Linked DNA regions of Capsicum annuum: region 2 is linked to region 1. The links are chromatin contacts, called in public Hi-C maps. All regions are on one chromosome and are shown on one strand. Each heading gives the region's core, a stretch centred on a gene start, on an enhancer-like site or on the middle of the called end of the contact. The rest is flanking DNA. Distances are from core to core; before and after follow the strand shown.

The links. Hi-C and Micro-C count contacts between places; a contact is called where the count stands out from the background.
Region 2: a Hi-C map of pericarp shows a contact between it and region 1, with 7 times the contacts expected there. The contact joins two enhancer-like sites. A contact is called at or near these places in 5 of 5 Hi-C or Micro-C datasets (bud, leaf, pericarp and 1 more).

What each region holds. Positions count from the first base shown.
Region 1 is chr11:15,182,158-15,188,850 of UCD10Xv1.1, reverse strand. LOC107847909 (probable WRKY transcription factor 57) reads left to right here. Exons shown (of 4, transcript XM_016692509.2): 2 at 550-693; 3 at 2,066-2,458; 4 at 6,582-6,693. The coding sequence ends at 2,450. Among protein-coding and RNA genes, the nearest start is that of LOC107847909, 6.7 kb to the left of the region's middle. Within about 2 kb of position 4,505, at least 4 of the 5 cell types and tissues checked have an H3K27ac peak or open chromatin away from gene starts, as enhancers often do. A contact at or near this core is called in pericarp, where this site is marked.
Region 2 is chr11:15,255,479-15,262,171 of UCD10Xv1.1, reverse strand. No RefSeq gene overlaps it. Among protein-coding and RNA genes, the nearest start is that of LOC107847630, 13 kb to the left of the region's middle. Within about 2 kb of position 3,796, at least 2 of the 5 cell types and tissues checked have an H3K27ac peak or open chromatin away from gene starts, as enhancers often do. A contact at or near this core is called in pericarp, where this site is marked.

The DNA.
Region 1 (6,693 bases), core at 3,256-5,755:
TTCTAAAATAGTATGGTAGAAGGAATCACATTCCTAATGTTACCTAATACAATATTTGATTGTGTACTTGGAAACTAAGTTGCTTGAACTCTCCAAAAAATGTTGCCGCACCTGTGTCGAATCTTCCAAAAATGCACTATTTTTGAAGGATCTGACACACATCTGACAACATTTTGAAGAGTCCAAGCAACATAGCTTGGAAATATATACCTCTTTTTTGTTTATATTTAATATCTAAAATAATATGGTAGAAGGAATCACATTCCTAATGTTACCTAATACGATATTTGATTGTTTATTTCAGCAAGCGTACTTAGAAACTAAGTAACCCAGACTCTCCAAAAAATGTTGTCGCACTAGTGTCGAATACTCCAAAAATGCACTTTTTTTGAAGGATCCTACGCACACCCGACGTCATTTTGAAGAGTCCGAGCAACATAGCTTGGAAATATATACCTCTTTTTTGTTTATATATAATATCTAAAATAGTATTATTATGATATAAAGGAATCACATTCCTAATGTTACATTAGGTTGAATATTCCACAGAAGCAAGGTTAAAAAGAAGGGTCAGAAACGAATCAGGCAGCCTCGATTTGCATTTATGACAAAAAGTGAAGTTGATCATCTTGAAGATGGCTATAGATGGAGAAAATATGGCCAAAAAGCTGTTAAAAATAGTCCATTTCCAAGGTATTGTTTACATTTTCCTTAATTAAATGCCCTTTCTTTGCTAAAAGTTTTCATAATTCTAACCACTTCAGAAGAAATTCAAAATTTGAATTTGAATTTTATTAGAGTAACTAGGTGCAAAATGTAAATTAATACATACTTCATAAATTTTTAATGTATACAGATGATTTTTTAGTCTTTGACAAGTTTTAGTGCACATGCATATTATGAAGAATTATGTAATAGAACTACTAACCATAAGATGCATGTACTTGACTAAATTACTTTTATTTCGTCCTTACATGAGTAATTTGTTGTTATATGCTTTTTTGGAATATTATGGGCTAGCTAGTTTGGAAAGTGTTTTTTCATAAACAAGTTTAAAAAATATAAGAGTAGAAAGGTTATTATGAATTTTATGGGATATTTGTTGTCTTTCATCAATACAAGTACTATGATTCTGTGAAATTATTTGAAATTTAAATCAAATATGTCATGATTCTTGATTCACTTCAATTACTAAGTCGCACCTTGAGTTTCTGGAGGAATGAGTTAGTTAGTTATGATGGATTGGGCCGGAGTCAAGTGAGAGAAAGGGGGTCTATTTGAACCCCGTTCGACAGAAAATTATATTATCTATACAAAAATAAATTAACTTTTTATGTATATACAATACATGTTGAATCTCCTGAATTTCTTCGTGTTTCATATTTTGAACCACCTTAGTGAAAAATTCTGGCTCCACCACATCTCATTTTTCTAGCTTGATTAGTGAGGTATATTTTTTAAAAAAAAATTATTATCATGAAAGTGAGGTAAAATAAACTAAACTACAAGAAAACAACTTCAAAAACACCAAAATGCACATGTTCTATAATTATTGGCTTTAGTTAGTGGTAAATGTATGTACCGGTGGGGGTGCTGCGCCCAAACCCATCATCAAGGTTATGTATAGCTTTCATCTATGTTGCTCGGATTCTTTGAAAATGTCATTTGGTGCGTGCCAAATTCTTCAAAAATAGTGCATTTTCAAAGAATTCGACACGGATGCAACAACATTTTTAAAGAGTTCGAACAACTTAGGCCTGCATGATGGATTAACTGAAAAAAAGAAAAATGCATCTTTGCAACATACTAGAAGAAATCTTTTGGTTAGCTAACTTTGTTTATAGTTTGGAAAGGAACTTGTACTAATTCCTTTCTATTTAGATTCCTTATGGTGATGGCTTAGCTTTAAAAAAAGTTTTTCAAGAACATGTTTTCCAAATATCAATAAAAGTATATATATTCTAGTTCATATTGCATATTATATTACTGTCAGGTCATGATGTCAGAATTTTGACTTTATAAATTATGAAATAATTACATATGATGAATGTCTATGACTTGGCAGGAGTTACTATCGTTGTACAAATACAAAGTGCACAGTAAAGAAGAGAGTGGAACGATCCTCTGAAGATTCCTCAATTGTAATCACGACATATGAAGGACAGCATTGTCATCATACAGTTGGATTTCCTAGAGGTGGACTTATCAATCATGAAGCTGCATTTACATCTCAATTATCACCTTTACCCTCACAATACTATCATCCCTCCGGTGTTCAGTACCCGCATGAATTAGTTCCTATGACTGCGGCTGCACCAGTAGAATCGCGTACAATGCCAGGTGAAACTGGATCATCAGAAGCTCGTAGATTGCCAGAAACAAGTCAACCTGCTGCAACTGATGAGGGATTGCTTGGAGATATTGTACCTCCTGGGATGCGAAGCAAATAATATTAAGGGTAATCCCTTTCCTATAATTCGTCAACTTGTTACTATCTTGACATGCTGCATTGATTCATCATTTTAAAAAATTTCATCAACGACATATATATTATGTGATCATTACATGTGTCTTTGCGCACACGTGTAACCCTTTTTCTTTTATTTCACACCCAGCGATCAGAAACAATCTATCTACCTAGGAGTTAGGTCTGCGTACACTCTACCTCTAGACGACACATGATATGCTGTTATTGTTCACACTCGATGTCTAGTATTCGGTTTTCACCGCAAAAAACTTATCAAAGGAGAGAAGTCATGTTCTCATCAAATGTTTTTCATTTTCGAAGTTCGAACTTAGAAGGAATCCTAACCAGCCATATTATCATTTATATATAGTATAAGTGAGTTATCATAAGATGCAATTGTTACTACAAGTTTGACAAAGCCCACAAACATAAGAATTTCAAGGACCCTATTGTTAAATTATTTGACCTTTTTAAAAGTTTAAACTTTAAAAGAACATTAGTATTAATTATTTTTTAATGAATCAAAAATGCATGCAAAGTTTTTTTTTTTTTTTTTTTTTTTGCTTCTGAACAGCTTTTAAAAAGTTAAAGAACTCTTGTTTGTTCAGATACCTTGTTTACTTGTATAGTTAGTCTCACCTAATTACTTAAACTCTCACATGAGGGTAATCATACAGTTCAACACATTTATTTTTTTCTCATAACCTAGTGTCCGGATCAGTTTTCACACACCTCAACTAAAGTTACGGGATACCTACCATCTCCCACGGGATACAATTCAATACATATTAATAACTAGTTACTGAAGGTTTCAAGAAGTTTATTAAGTTAATGTACATAAACCAGTCCACTATAGACAGTCAAGACACTATCTTCTAATGATTTGTTCTTGTGATCATGGGCATCTAAAGTTTAGGATCAATAGGTATGAAGTTCTAAACTACGCTCTCAGTTCACACAATATATAATGTGTATATTCATTTGAAGCCCATCATTGGTAAAAAATGAATTTTCAACTTAACTCAACAACAAAAGTTACAAAAGTTAGTTTTTGATGAGAGTATTAATTGTCCAAAATCATATAACGAGACCAAGGATCCCTTGTGCCGCTGATATGAGACTCCAAAAGTTATCCACTTGTTTATGTGTATATTTGAATCCCGACCACCTCGCCCATCAACAAATAGGTAACTTTGTCCATTAAGGCAAGGACAGATGGAAATAATCCCCTAGTATTTTTTTTTGTCTCTATTAAAATTTGATCCAAGACCTCAGATACTCAACCCACTTCACTAACCCACGCCACGCCCTTGGATGCAATAAATTTCATCTTTCCAAAGATATGTTTGTAAATATTGAGGAGGATGAATATAAATTCAGATCAATATAATAAGTTAGTTGATCTATATAATCTTTAAACATTTGATTAAACCTAAGTGGTGAAAATAATAATAGGAGTTGTCAATTATTTTATGTGCGGTCAAATCGAACAAGATCCCTAGTGATGGAAATCTAAAGTTGATAAAGTTAAAACATATTAAAAGTCTCTTTCCCATAGATTGCTTTCCCACCGCAACCTTTTTCTGTGGGTGTTGCTTTGTCTCTTTAAAAGTTATACTACCACCTTCCAATACAATAGTATAATCTTATGCATTGAATTGGTCCCCACTTGAATGGGAGTATTTTGGAGTAATATGTGAAGTTGTTGTCATCACTGTTTTCAGTCGTGAAAATAACCTCATGCAAGGTTAGACTCTGTATAATAGATTTTTCTGGTTATGTTATTTTTTGGACTCGGTGCATAACAAGAGTTTTAGTGCACCGGACTACCCTTTTTATTGTTTGGTCCCCACTAGAAGGAAGTATTGGAGTAACCTGTAGTAAAGTTGTTGTCACGTCTCATGGAAAGAGAGTCTCTTGCAAAAATGTGAGGTAAGACTATTTATAATTAACCTTTGTGGTCACGCTCATCTCAGGATTATGCGTATAGAAAGAGCTTTAGTAGACTGGGATGCGCTTTTTATTATTTGGTCCCCACTGGTTTTCGGCAACACTATGGTCTTGATGCATGAACTTGATGATTGATGCTTTTGATCCTCCCGGCAACAATATAGTTCTTATGACTATTTAGAAAGGCTTGTTACAATTGAATTACTTGATTACAATGTGACTGAAAGTAACCTTGTGATAAATTTTGGGATCTATGATATGATACAATGAATAAACTAGTAGATAAGAGGGGACCTATAGCTAGTAAGTTAGCAATGTCCAAAAGATTGACATACATCAAAGATTTAAGAGGGGACCCGATAGCTAGCTAAGTTAGCAATGTCCAAAAGAATGACATATATCAAAGACTAAGAGGGGGTCCCTTTAAAAAGAATGATATTTCAAAGTTATTTAATTTCTTCCTTCTTAATTGGTTTGTCTTATTTTTCTACCTTCCTTTCTTGGCTTCAACTTTTCATATGTCATTTTAGGAATACAAGATTAAAAAATATTTTTTTAGTATTTTCTACATACTTTTAATTTAAGACAACAAGATTCAGAAGTCTTATTTCCTTTCTAATTTCATGTCAAGTCAAAAACAAACAAATAAATTGAAACAGAGGAAGTAACTAACATTTTACTAGTTTTTTGGCACCTAAAGGTGTAGTCTATTAGTTAATGAAATGAGCTTAGAATCACGAGACATCAAGTTCAAATCTTGATATATAGGCAACAATATTACGTCATTTCTTCACGTATATTCAAACATTTGTATACAGAGTTTTCCGATACCTATACTGATAGAAGATTACAGGCCCCGCGTGAAATTAGTCAAGATCATCTACGAGCTGATACTAATATAACAATTATTTTTATAAAGCAAAAAAAAAAAAAAAAGAGTAGCTTCGTATCTAATTTCTCCTTTAATGACATTTTCTTGTAACTAGAAAAATCATGGCACAAAAGACTTTAGCATCTTTCCTTAGTGGAGTTATTTGACAAGAATAGAATTTGTGATTGTTATTGTACATTAATTTAGCTATAGGTTTTGTGCTGATGGAAGATAGCATATACCGTATAAAATTACTTAACATGTCTATAAATTGATACGAATAACAAAATTACTAAAAAAAAACTATGTACTTGATTAAATACCACCATATAAAATGAAACGAAGGAAGCATATTTAGTTGGTGTGGTTGGACAAGAACCAAATATTGTGATTGTCATATGGTATATTAATATGGCCATTGGCTCTATAAGAATCAAGAGACCAATGAAGGTGGCAATGGAACACCTTAGCTAGCAAATAGCTAGCTAGCATGCCAAAATTAAAGGCAAAATGTAATGTTGCTTTTATTTTATTGATGTTATACATTTCATGCAAAGCATGCATAAGCAATAGAATATGTCACGCTTGTCGGTGTAAATGGACGCATATTTTGTACATGAATGGTCCTACATGATCATGCTTGGAATTGTTTATGAGATATTATGCATATAATATATTCTTTGTGATTATTTTGTACGTATAACATGTGATCATACAGTTACCATATGCTTCATATATTCTCATTTTTGTTTGTTCACTTTGTTTTTATGTTGTTTGAGCTTTTTAAAAATATTACGAGATGTATGTTAGATCTTTCAAAATTAGTGCAGTTTTAGAAAGAGCCAGCATGAGTAGAATAACATTTATGGAGAGTTCGAAAGGCGAAGATTAGTTTAATATCATTGAATGTGAAAGGGTCCTAGCACTACAACAATAAAGGCTCTTAGCGACAATAAATATACACTTTAACAAAGAGTGTTAAGGTTTTTATATGCATTAGTTAATTATCATTGAATTCAATGTCGCTGTGGGCTTTAGGAGCATTTACAAAGAGTAATAAAATGTAATTATCACTAATAATATTCCCTCTAAAAAATGATTTAGCGGCAATTAAGTTACTGATACTGATGTAGTGTAGACAAATGTATGGTCTTTCTTCAACATGATTCAGGATTTATTATTTGATAGATCGATTCAACCTTTATTTACTGAAAACATTGTATATTTTAAAATTGTGGGTTTAATTCGAATCTAATATATTTCTCATTTTGATGGTTTTTACACATTTTCCAGGTGTATATATATAATATACATATAGCATGGATGCTATTCTTGAATTTAGCTGGCATCAGTCCTCTATTATGAAGTTTTAGCTATAGCTTTGAATTTGTATTTTTGCTGATTA
Region 2 (6,693 bases), core at 2,547-5,046, 74 kb before region 1:
GGTGACTATGTTTAAAATATTGACTTTGATCTAGATCTTCTTCGCATGAGATATATTTTAATGTTGTGAATTTATGCTTCGAGGAAAGAAGATGAGAAGGCTGAAAGTGACGATGAAGCACCAATGAGGCCTCTTAGGGATATTGGGCTAATAGAAGATACTGAAGTGCATGATATTTGAAGTTTATTTGTATTTGTTGTATTTGGCAACATTGAACTTTAGGAGGACTAAGATATAGTTGAAAGATGATATCTTAATATTTTCTTATGTGGTTGTTAGATTTTTGATCGTTATGCTACTAAAATAGAATTGTTCGATCTTACTTTATGTTATTGTTACGCATATTTTGGTATGAATATGTGATTTCAGTTTTAAGTATAATTTTCGGTAATGAATATATATGTTTCAGTCATCATATGTATTTTTTAATGGTATATTTGTATTTTTCATTGTATGCATATGTATTTTTTTGTAATACATATAAGGTAAGTTGAGGTTGCATACGATATTTTTCATTGTAGGAATATGTATTTTTTGGTAATGCATATGTATTTTTAGTAATGCATATATATTTTTTTCAGTTATGCACATATACTTTCGAATAATACAAAGTTATTGTATTGTTTTGCATAAGTCTATGTATTTTTATGAAGCATATATATTTATGATTTATACATACATAGTTATTCGTATATATCTATGAATAATGCATATTTATTTATGATTATTGCATATGTTTTCTTTTAAAAAAATGAATTTTAAATTCTGATTAAGTAATTGATAAATCATTAAATGTATTTTTAATTATTTTTATTTATTACATAAATATATGTTAACTTATTTTAATTTTTATAGATCGGTATACGTTTTTATTAGAATCTCATATGTATTTTTCATACCAAAAAATTGACTTGTATGGTGTACACTCTTTTACGTATAAATAAATAATGATATATGTTTTATAAAATATATTCATGATGATAACATTTGCAACAATTTAACTACAAAAAAGTCAACATCATCAAAAGTTTGTATCAAAATTTAGAATCATAAAATAATCAATGAAAAAAAACAATTGCTTATGAACTAAATACATCTGTAAACTTATCATTTATTATATTTTCTACATGAACACTAATTGTGACCTTTAAATCCACATGAACTACAATAATTTTTATTTTTCTTCTCGAACATATATCTTTTCGACTTTCCACGATCCTTCTTTGCAGATCTTCCAGGGGGTCGCTTGTATTTTAGGGGCAAAACTATATCCTCCAATATCTCCTGTGGAATCACTCAATCATCTTTGTGTGGTATAGGATAAATGGGAAGATCATACGTTCTTGACACAGTTTTTTATTTGTATAGGCCAGAGTAATATGATCCCTTTCGAAAATTCTTGCTATCAAGTACTTCATAAGCATGCACACACGGTATCTCGTACTATTGGAATGCATGGCAAGAATTTTTTTTCTTTAGGCAAATAATAAAATATTTATCCTTGTCGTGTACTGTATAGACATACTTTGAGTCTGATATAACTTGAAATTATTAAAATAAAATTAAAATTAAAATAACAATTATTCATTTGACATTTGTAATTGTTCCAGTTTGGCAATTGTATTTTACCAACTCTGCATATGTATATTGCATGTCTCAATATGTATTTTTAGAAATATATGACCTTCATATTTAAAAAAAAAAAATGCAGTCAAACACTTAAAACAGAGTGCATATGTATTTGTTAAATACAGATAGCTGGTAGCATATGTAAATTGAAATACATAAAAGTAACTACCAGTGATCACATAAACAGACTGCATATGTATTTTAATACATATAGCTGGCAGTATATGTAATGTTAAATGCATATATAAGAAGGACTTATGGTTCCATCCATGATATAAGCAGTTACAAGAGTACCAGTATACAATTTTCTGAGATGACTTGCATCAACGATTATTACAGGTCTACAATATTCAAACCCTTTGAACAATAACTTATTTGTATATACAAAACTTTGAAACGAAATCCAACAAAAACAAATTGTTTAATTGAAATGGAAAAAACTACAAAATAAACTGTAACAATTGTACATCAATATTCAACCACATAACGTGATGGAAAACTCTAATTTGTAAAAAAAAATTATCGATCAAACCACTTTGTTCGAGAACTGATCAAACCATTGTTGTTACGATTTTTCTGCGATTTTCACAAATATAGTTCGAAATTCACAAACAAAATCATATTTGTTTATTGATACCTGTATTTGCAGCGTTGTCTTATCAAACTCATCTCAAAGCATTAGATGATGCACATAAATTTTGGAAGCAGTCGTTTTTTTTTTAAAAATTGATATGAGTTGCAGATTATGAAAAACGTTTTTGAATTTTGAATTATGTTGCTGTAAAATAATGATTGTGGTTAAAATAGTGTCATTAAAGGAAAAGATATCTGTAAAAGGTTAAGAAATCTGTCAAATTAAATGTTTCTTAAATTAAGGAACCGTTTTCCCCATATTAAACTGAAACAGATTGGAGTTAAATTAGGAACAAAATCTTTAGTTGTATATGTATTTAACTAGCAACAGTTTAATCAAATACAAAATACATATTGCTATGTTTTGTAATTTTGAAAGGGTTGCTATAAAACTTACAATTAAGGCTCTATAGTTGTCATTTCTGAAATTTTTCCTTCTTTTAATTCTTTAACTTGAAACTCTATGATAATTGTTGGGTTCGAAATTGAGAGGGCGTCATGCAGATGCTTTTAATTCTTAAATCATGAGACGATAAATCAGACGACAAAAAAAAACAATGCTAAAAATATATTATTAATATTGTTTGGTCAAACGACCTACATATCAAAAACTAATATTGAAAAAACATAAAACCTATTGGAGAAATCTCCCCCTAAACAAAGACTCTTTAATAACTACATTTTGGATGCTATTGTGTTATGGCATGAGAAGGGGGTCATTTATTTATAGAGTTCCAAAACCTTTCCTCTAAGAAAGAGGTTTGCCAAATATAGAAATTTTTTGTATTTTTCTTTCAGGAAAAAGTAAAAGTAATTATGGTAACTTTTATTTTCCTTCTAAAAAAAAGTAAAACTTAAATATAGTAAAGAAAATCAGGGCAAAAATCCTAACAATAATAGATATTTTTCAAACACAAACTCGAGAAATAACAACTGGGCTGCCAAACCCTACTATAATCATGAAGGGCAAACAATATAAATCCCGACAGTTTGGAGTTTAATTACAGAAAATTTTGATATTCACATAATTTCTGAAAATCCTGATTTAGAGTCTGTTGAGATATATTATTCTCCCGATACATCCAACGAAGATACATTTTTTTTCTTTGTAAAGAGCTATTTTTCAAAGAAAAATCCAAGAGATGACAACCGGCTGCCAAATCCAACTATAATAATAAAGGGCAAACAACATAAATCCCGACAGTTTGGAGCTTAATTATAAAAAAATCCTGTTTTTTGCATAATTACTGAAAATCTCTATTTTGAGTCTGTCCAGATACATAATTAGCTTCCGATATATTTTCTCTGATTTTGGGTCTGTTGAGATATATAATTAGGTCCCGATACATCCAATGAAGACACATAATTAGTTTGAATTTTTGTAGTTACTTTATAAGGGTGAAAATTTATGTAAATATGGTAAGTAAAATTACTATGTTTATGTTATTTTTCTAATAAACATTTTGATGGGCTCAAAAATGTCAATTGTGGCCCAGCTCCTGGCCCATTGGGCTCTGAGCTCAAAAGGGCCTTTTTTTCTAATTGAGAAGGTTAATTTTGTTGCTATGATCACATGTTTAAACATGAGGGTCATATAGGGGGGTGTTGATAGCAGTTATTTTATAAAATTTATATCATACGGAATTTTTTGTCACTTTAAAACCAAATTTAGACAAATCATCCCATCATCTCAGTTTCTCTTTGATATCGGTGCAGCTCAGTTAATTAAAAAAATAAAGAAGTGAATTAATTTTGATGCATTTTCAACTCCCACTAAACAAGATTAAAAGTGAATTAATCATCGAAAATTTTCACTTTTTGATGTGAAATTCTGTACCATAAAAGATATTAAAAAGCCAAAAAGGGGATTATGGTTGTTGGCACTAGAAAAGATAAGGCTTGCTTTATAGCTTTAATTAAACACCCTAAATATAAACCTGTATAGTAAAAAGTTTTTAAACCCCACCTAATTTTTATATAATTGTACAAAAAGGAACTCCAACTTGCAACATTGCAATGCATTTAATTTTTACACTATTAACATAATTTAATTATATATATGACATGCTACTTGGTGTTCTTTTGAGTTAGTGAACGAAATCTGCCACTTTGATGTAAAAATTATTTACACTGACGTTAGAACAATATTTACAACTAATTTGTTGATTATGTAAAAATTATTTATAGTGACGTAGTTTGTTCCAATATATGCGTGGCTGTTAGAATAAAATTTGCCACTAATATGTTATGATGTAAAAATTATTTTCCGGACACTGCGCATAGCGATAGTTTTAATACACTAAACTGCCCTTTATAGAGTATAACTAATTAAAACTCTTTATGAATTTACTCCCTTTCTCTTCACTCAACCCATTCATTACTTTTCATTGTCAAAACCAAAAACTTGTCCAAGAAAATGACTAGCAAGTTGCAAAATCTAGTTTATATAGGCAGTCATTTTCAAGATTTAATTTTGACTAAGACCTTCGGTGAGGTTCAATTAAAGGGTCATTCATCACAATTTCAGCCATAACTTTTTTTTTTTTGGTCTCTCATCCGGTATTCGATATTTATATTGGAGCCCAATTAATTCGGATAGCGCACTGCATGGCCTATTCTGGAGTAGCACTCCCAACAAGATTTTGTCCATACCCACTATTCGAACCCAAAATCTCTGATTAAGAATGGAATAATCCCATCACTACACCACAATCCATGTTGGTTCAGCCATAACATTAGTTGACCCAAGAAAAGGACTTAAATATAGAACCAATTAATGACTATCTAGTTGAAGAAGAAAAAAGTGAAAAAGATTGTATACATTATAATCCAACCAAACACAAGCAAACAAATGACAATGGCAAGTCAACTATAGTAAAAGGATCAAGCAAAATATTTTTTTTCATAATGAGATTTTGTTTTTGTTGATGAGTACTTGATGTTGTCATGGTCTTGATGAAGACCCTCTTTTAGCAACTTGTGTCATGTAATATATATGTAGACATAATAATAGCAATAATAATAAATTCCGTATAAATTTATAAGTGGTATTTGAAAACAATATAGTATACGTATAGACTTGAACTCCTACTTTTACAAAATAAAGATGTTGTTTTTGATAAAATACTCCACTTAAAAAAATATATATATATATACTTTTACAGTGGTCATCCATCTAAAATACTCTTATTTTCTAGATTGTTCCCACTATTGACTTGAATAATGGATGACAATCATAATTTAGGGTGTGTTCGAAGATAGTTTTCACCAAAAATATGAATTTCTTACTTAAAATTAGAAATAGTCAAATAATAAGAATGATCAAATTATAGAAATAATTAATCACGTGATCGAAAAATGAAAAATCTTCGAATATCAACACAGTTCAAAAATCGATATATCATTTTGTTATATTTCTTCAACTTCATACTATTCTTTTTGTCTGTGATTAAATTCTAACACATAACATACGTCTAATTCATAAATCACAAATTAACTCTTATCGTTGGATGAAATTGATTACTTTGATAAGCAAAGCAAAGAGAGTGACAACAGGAAATTAATGGAATAGTACTAAGTTTTATGATATATTTTTATTAATCTTTTTCTATTTTTTGGGGGGTGGAGGGGTGGGGGTGGTTTAAACCAGACATACATTAAAATAAAATTATTCACAAGTTACTCCTGGTTGTAGTTAGTCAGGATTCAAAACAGAAGTGTTGGGATGTCTCCCATCAAGAAATTTATTACAAAGCTTAATTTTTATTTTTTTTTTAAAATAAGTTTATGTTATATCTGTCCAAACTGATGCATAGACACACACTGATGAAACTACAAAAAAAGATTGTCTCTAGCATGTCTGATGACTGCACCCTAGACTTAGCCAAGGCATTGAATCAATGTTAATTTCCACTGTTCAAAACTTTTAGCTCTTCATTGAGAGCTAATAGCTCTATGTGGTTATTGTTAGTCAAAGGCAAGTGAGCCCTTGGCAAACCCCATCAACGAACCACCACTTCTATTCCTGATAACCCCTTCAACCCCACCCTGGTCAGGATTACCTAGGCAAGAACCATCAGTGTTGAGTTTATATTAAGCAGTTCCTTAATGGGATTTGATCACTTGATATTGATGGGGGGTTTGTAAGTGATCAAGTGATTGTATTTCATAGCCTTAGCATAGATTTGGTCAAATTTGCAAGTAGGGTTTGAGAGAATAGAATGCATGCATATTTTATCGATGTTTTCTGTAAGATAGAAAAACAATATCGGTTGGACATTGAATATATCGATAGATTGTCCTTACGTGACCTACAAGGAAACTTGATTAGGTTAATGAGGACGTAAAAGAAGCTCGTTAATTATCAAACCATTTAACGTATTCATATAATCTATAAGCAATGTGTGCATGTGCTTGTTGTTAAAACTCCAA